Regions from separate parts of the Zea mays genome. Here region 1 is linked to region 2. The links are chromatin contacts, called in public Hi-C maps. All regions are on one chromosome and are shown on one strand. The core of a region is the stretch at or near the end of the contact, and the rest is flanking DNA. Distances in the headings are between cores, read along the strand shown. Region 1 holds the start of LOC100279556. Region 2 holds the start of LOC100281173 (cytokinin-O-glucosyltransferase 3).

The links. Hi-C and Micro-C count contacts between places; a contact is called where the count stands out from the background.
Region 1: a contact with region 2 is called in a Hi-C map of leaf, with 8 times the contacts expected there. The contact joins the promoter of LOC100279556 here to the promoter of LOC100281173 in region 2. A contact is called at or near these places in 17 of 25 Hi-C or Micro-C datasets (bundle sheath, ear, endosperm and 5 more) and 1 of 3 datasets of contacts at active chromatin or transcription factors (seedling).

What each region holds. Positions count from the first base shown.
Region 1 is chr2:32,376,364-32,379,469 of Zm-B73-REFERENCE-NAM-5.0, reverse strand. LOC100279556 reads right to left here and starts at 1,686. Exons shown (of 1, transcript NM_001152553.1): 1 at 1-1,686. The coding sequence starts at 1,623.
Region 2 is chr2:32,156,735-32,159,876 of Zm-B73-REFERENCE-NAM-5.0, reverse strand. It overlaps LOC100281173 (cytokinin-O-glucosyltransferase 3), which reads right to left and starts at 1,347. Exons shown (of 1, transcript NM_001154092.2): 1 at 1-1,347. The coding sequence starts at 1,187. LOC112136070 reads right to left here. Exons shown (of 2, transcript NM_001361083.1): 1 at 2,843-3,142; 2 at 1,445-2,275. The coding sequence ends at 1,893.

The DNA.
Region 1 (3,106 bases), core at 437-2,936, 220 kb before region 2:
ATTGCCAAACCTACGCCGGAGTGCTGACACGACGCTCCTCATCCTGGTAATTGTATGAGTCGATGATTGTGCGCCAGCAGCATTGACTGGAAGGTCCATGCCTGCCATTTGATCAGTCAGCGCAGTAATTTGTGCTTGTCCGTTCTCCTGGGCACCATTTTCACTAGCACTCCTAGCATCATGCTCCAACACAATATCCAAGCTGATGGAAAATGATCCCCCCCTAGTAACCTTCAGGTTCTCAATGCACTCGTATGACACTCCACGGCATCTCTTCAGCTTCACCTTGACTAAACTAGGACAACCACCATTCAGTGCTTCCATCCCACGATCTGATACTGGGCACCCCTTGATGCAGAGCTTCTTGAGCGCAGCCCAGCGCTCAGCCAAGCAAATGATCTCAGCATCCCCCACAGTTTCACACCCACAAAGTGCAAGTCGTTCCAGTGTCCGACAGTGCTCGCCAAGCATCCGGAGGCTCAGCACGGTGGGGTTGACCCCTATCAAAACGAGCTCCTGCAGATTTGGACATCCTCGTGCCACAGCCATGAGTCCAAAATCCCCAATCCGGTTTGTGCGCCACCCATCAACATGCAGCTTGCGTAGTCTGTGGCACTTCTCGGCAACACTGATGATGCCCGAATCAGTGCACTCAGGGGTCTTGACAAGGAACAGGACCTCCAGATTGGCACAGGCAGAAAGCGCAGCAAGCCCACGGTCGCCGACCTGTAGTTTCTCGAGGTGAAGCTCAACAAGTCCAGGAGCACGTGCAGTGATGACCTCCAATGGCAGGTCCCAGGCGCCGGAGCACCGCAGTATCTTGAGCGAGCGGAGTTCTGGTGAGGATGCCACAAGCGGCACAAAGCATAGAGCGCTATATAGATCCTTGAGGCAAACAGAACGCAGGGACGAAGCCGGTGGAAATTTGATGTCCTCAGCAATGGAAGTGGTGGCACCGGCCGTGTCTGGTAGGCCCCTGAGGCGCTTGACGGAGAGGTCCTCGAGGAGGGGGCAGGACTGGAGCACGGCGACGAATGCCTTGGGTCCGAAGGTGCAGGACGCAACGGAGAGCTTGCGGATCGCTGGCGCGGCAGCAGCGAGCGAGGCTAGACCGGCGTCGGACAGCTGCCTTAGGCCGCGGAGCTTGAGCCTGGAGAGGCGCCCCGAGGGCAGCGCGGTGGCCACCGCCGCAGCGCCGTAGTCGGAGAGGCTGTCCGCGCCCGACCCGCGCGCCCAGCGGAGCGCCAGCTTCGTGACGGCCGTGAACCGCGCGAACAGCGCGGGGGCAGCGTTGCCCAGCGCGGCGCGGGCGTCGAGGGAGAGGCGGTGGCGCGTGGTGGCGTCGACCTCCATCCAGCGCGAGCAGGCGAGGGAGCAGGCGTTGCGGTCGGTGGGCGAGAGCGACGCGAAGACGAGCGCGAGGATCTCGTCGGGCAGGTCCTGGGTGTAGTCCCGGGCGGGCGGCGCAAACGAGGAGGAACTGTCACTGCCGCTGTCCTCCGCAGCGATCTGCATCGGCGCGGTCAGCCGCAGCGGCGGCGGACTCATCGGCGAGAGCGACCTGCTGCGGCGCGGCGGGGAGGAGAGGGTGGATTTGGAATGCGAGGAGAGAGAGTGGCCCATGCTACGGAACCCCGGGGCGGGCGGAGGAAGAAGTGGCCATCCGGGACGCGCGCGGGGTAGATGCGGGCGGATTTGCCGATCTGGGGCGGCACGGGCGGCGTGGGAAGGGAAGGCGGGGGCGGAGGACGGGATGCTCTATTATTACAGGTTCACAGAACACCCACTTATTCTGCATTACAAGACCGCTCTGCTAACTGTCATCGCTTGTTCCTCCACAGGTTCTTGCACAGCATAAGAAACTGAGGGTATTCTTTTGTTCTTATTCCTTGAATGAAGCATACTAACTGTTTCATCTAAGAGGCGATATTTTTAGTTACTTTATATGATCTTACGTTTAACATGTCTTGAATAACTGAAATATTTCTACTCACTTGTCTCAACTTTATTAACTGCTATGTCCATTGTCCAGGGTTAGACCATTCGCAGCTTGATGATTTTTTTGTTGTTGTTTGCAATGTTTTTAATAATTTGCATGATGTACCTTGCAAAGAAAAATTCTCACCATTGATACTGAGAGTCTTTCTGGGACGTGCACACATTGACACAACTCAAATATCATTATCATTACCGAATAAAAAGAGAATGGAACTGACATTTACAGATTTACTGTTCCAACGGTTCCTATTCCAGATTTCCAGTACCCTACACCTACAATTTCATTGACATCCGTTAGGTCTTGTTCGTTTGTGTCGGATTGCACCCGAAATCGTTTCAGCTAATCAAAGTTTATGTAAATTAGAGAAGTAATCCGGCTAGGAATCGTTCCGACCCACCAATCCGGCACAAACGAACAATGCCTTAGTCATGGTTGAATCACCCGGTTTGTTTGATTAGTTGTGGATAAACCTCCAGGAATCATGCATACCAGCATGGTAACCTTGAGCATAAAGTAATGAACCACCTGACAGTTGTATTTATGTCAGCTTGTATTCAAGAGACTGGAGTGATATAACACTTGTTATAATCTCTGCTCAAATTGAAGCTTGTTTTCTATGTTCCTCAAGTGCGCTGCTAACTTATATATTTAATTTTGTGGTTATATTTTAGGTTTACTGAATGGTGACACACCCCGTGCAACCACATCTTGTTGCTACCATGGAGCAGCCAACAATGGTCGGTGCGCTGGTAGCGTCGGCCACCGGGAACGACGACGTGGGCTCACCGCAGCGAGGGTCGGCCCTTGATTCTTCATTCGGAGAGGTCAAGGGGGAGGATGAGAGCGATATGATCTCTCCTCCAGCACTTGAGCCCATCGCCCCTATGAAGAAAGCTTGTCACCATGAAGATATAGGAGCAAGAAAGGGATAAGGTCCCAAAAACCACCCACATTTCCCGTGGCGAGCGACTCTTGGGCCGACCTTAGTGAGGACACCCCGGAGGGGGACACTTGCTACTATCCATGGTTAGCTGAGAGGATCCCAAAGGGTTTTGAACAACATTACCCTCCCGATAGAATGCCATTTTTGGGGGAAGCAAGGGAGCG
Region 2 (3,142 bases), core at 98-2,597:
ACCGCGAGATTTGCGTTGAAGAACTGCTCGGCGCCCAACGGCCACCCGATCAGCGGCACGCCGCGGGACAGGCTCTCGAGGACGGAGTTCCACCCGCAGTGGCTCAGGAACGCGCCGGTGGACGGGTGCGACAGGATCCGCATCTGCGGCGCCCACCCGCGCGCCAGCAGTCCCACATTCGCCCTCGCCGTTCGCTCCTCGAAGCCAGCCGGGAGCCACTCGGGCCTGAACACGTCCTTCGCGTCGAACCCCAGCGGCGGGCGGAGCGCCCAGAGGAAGGGGCGACCGCTCGCCTCCAGCCCCAGCGCGAGCTCCATCATCTGATCCGCGCTGATGCTGTTCTGCGATCCGAATGATATGTACAGCACCGAGCGCGGCGGGTGCGTGTCCAGCCACCGGATGATGCTGGCGTCGTCCCGCGAGTCTGACGACGGGGCCGTCGGCTCTGCGAGGACTGGCCCGATTGGCCATGGCTGGACGCCGAAGCTTCTCCGGAGCATGTCGAGGCCGGAGGGTTCCAGTTCCCGGACGGTGTTGACAAGGAGAGCGTCGGTCTTGCGGCAGGAGGCGATGACGCGCCGGAAGAAGGCCGTCCAGGGGTCCGCCCCCGTGGCAGAGAGGATGAACCTCGGGATCTGCGTGCGGTGGAGAACGACGTCTGGGAAATCCGGCAGCGGGAACTCGTCGGCGGCCGTAAGGGCGTGCGGGAGGTGCTCCCACACGGAGAAGAACACGGCGTTGCCGAACGCGCCGCCGGGAAGGAACACCGCGTGGGACGCGCCCCGCGCGCGCGCGACTTCGGCCGTCCACCCGAAGAAGGCATCGGCGACGATGCAGACTGGGGAACCGATGCCGGAGACGAACTTCTCGAACGCAGGGCGGAGCGACTCGGAGGCCGTGAAGAAGGTGATGAACTGGTGGATCTGGACATCGGCGAGGGAGTCAGCGCCTGGGGGCAGGCCGTGGTCGGCGGGGACGAACGGGAGCGCGTGGAGGCGCACGGGTGGGGAGGCAGGCGGGAGCGTGAGGGAGCCCAGGAGCCGCGGGGTGGAGACGAGCGTGACCTCGAGCCCTGGGCGGAGCGCGCGGAGGAGGCCAGCCAGGCGGAGGAAGACAGGGACGTGGCCGTGAGCCAGGAAGGGAAAGAGAACAAAGTGTGGGCTCCTCTTCGCTTCCACCGCCGCCATGGCAATTGATGCAGGCAAGAAGCTGCTGGCCAAGTGGATGGGTGGGTGGAGTTGGTTCTACTGCGGAAGTCGCCGGTCGCCGGCCGACGGCCCCCGGGGAGCGATGTCGCTTGTGCTCCGACGCTGCGACAACGCGCTGATCTGCTTTTTTAGAGGCAGCGTCCGTTGGTGGGCGCGACTTCGTGGTTTCATAACTTATTTTTTGGTACGGACATGCCAAGGGGAAGAGAAAGACGACTCAGCAACAACGATCAGAGGCTACAGGTTAACAGCTACAAAGAGCGATTGCATATGATCGATGATTACATATGATCTGCACTGCAGTTCATGTTGGAGAATATTACAGAATTGGCTACCTGACAGGTGTTCCTAGTGTACTTGTAACTCGAGTAAGAATGCACCGACGCATATAGAATTAACTGAACAATGAACATCTGCAGAGAAGAGGAAGCCTTTCTGAGAGACAACGGCATCAGTAAGACCGTCACGTGCCTCAAATGCTTCATGCTAGTCTGAAACCTTTCTGAGACAACGGCATACAATGACACTACGAAACTATGAACCACTATCATATTTCTCCCTACGAAATGCTGACACAAATAATGAATGCAGATTACAAGAACCCTACTAATTACTATCAATACTAGGAAAAGTCAGTAAAAAAATGTGTATTACCTTTGGCTAATCGAACATATTATAAATACATTATGAGTCATCCTTCTTTGAAGAATCATCAGAGGCAGGCGAGGATGCAGAGCTGACCCTCGTCCTATCTTTAGACTCGCTTAACATGACTACAACATGCCGCATTGGTGGTCTCTCGTACGGAGTCAAGCTAGTACATACCAAAGCAATTTTCATGACCTCGATCATATGATCGACAACACTTTGATCTTGTAAATCCATTTTTTTATCGAGGATCCCTGGACCCAAACAATTGTCCTTGATGTAGTTCTTTACCCATGTTACCAGATCGCCTCCTAGTTCCAAGGGTTGCACAGGGGCACGCCCAGTTAGCAGCTCCAGCAGCACGACGCCATAACTATATATATCACATTTCTCAGTAACCTTCATGGTATAAGCATATTCTGGTCAAAACAAGAGGACTAGGTTAGTACTTCACAGTAGGCATCAGCTTGTAGTTTACTAGCACAAAACCGAAAGGACTTAACCAGCAAATGGATGTCTGTGAGCTTCTGGCACAAGGGTGGGATATCAAGTAGATATATGAATAATATTCAGCTCACATTTCAAGATATCAAGTCTTTAAACATTGAAAATCACCAAGATATGGAAACCCCCACAGCAATATATCACCACAATGGTTCGAGGAAAAGTTGCCTAGTTGGTTTTATTAATATAAAATCCAGATGTCAGCATAAGCTTAAAGTTTCCTTGCTGCCATTTTTTGTGGGAAAACCAACATTATAATAATATTTATTGCAAAGTAACGCCCAATGAAGAATAACTCTACCAGCAAACAAAACACTACATAAATTTAGACATTGTCCTGTGTAAAATATATATGGCAACACCCACACCTAGTAGCACTAAGTTTGACCGATAGCTTCAAGTAAAGAGCACAATACACAGATCAGTAGTGAACATGCAACAGAAAGTTCAAAGAACCGGATGTCAAGTAAACTCAGACTCACCTGGTGCTATATAGCCGTATGAACCTGCAATTGCAGACATTGACTTCGAGTATGGCATGTCAATCACCTTTGCTAACCCAAAATCACCAACATGGGCTTCAAAGTTTTCATCAAGTAAAATGTTATTAGATTTGATATCACGGTGGATGATACGAGGCTTGCAGTCGTGATGTAGGTATGAAAGCCCTTCAGCCGCACCAAGTGCTATCAGGAAGCGTGTCTCCCAATCAAGTGAAGAGGATGATTGTCCATGAAGTAGCTCACCAAGACTACCTCTTGACATGTATTCGTAGAGTAGAA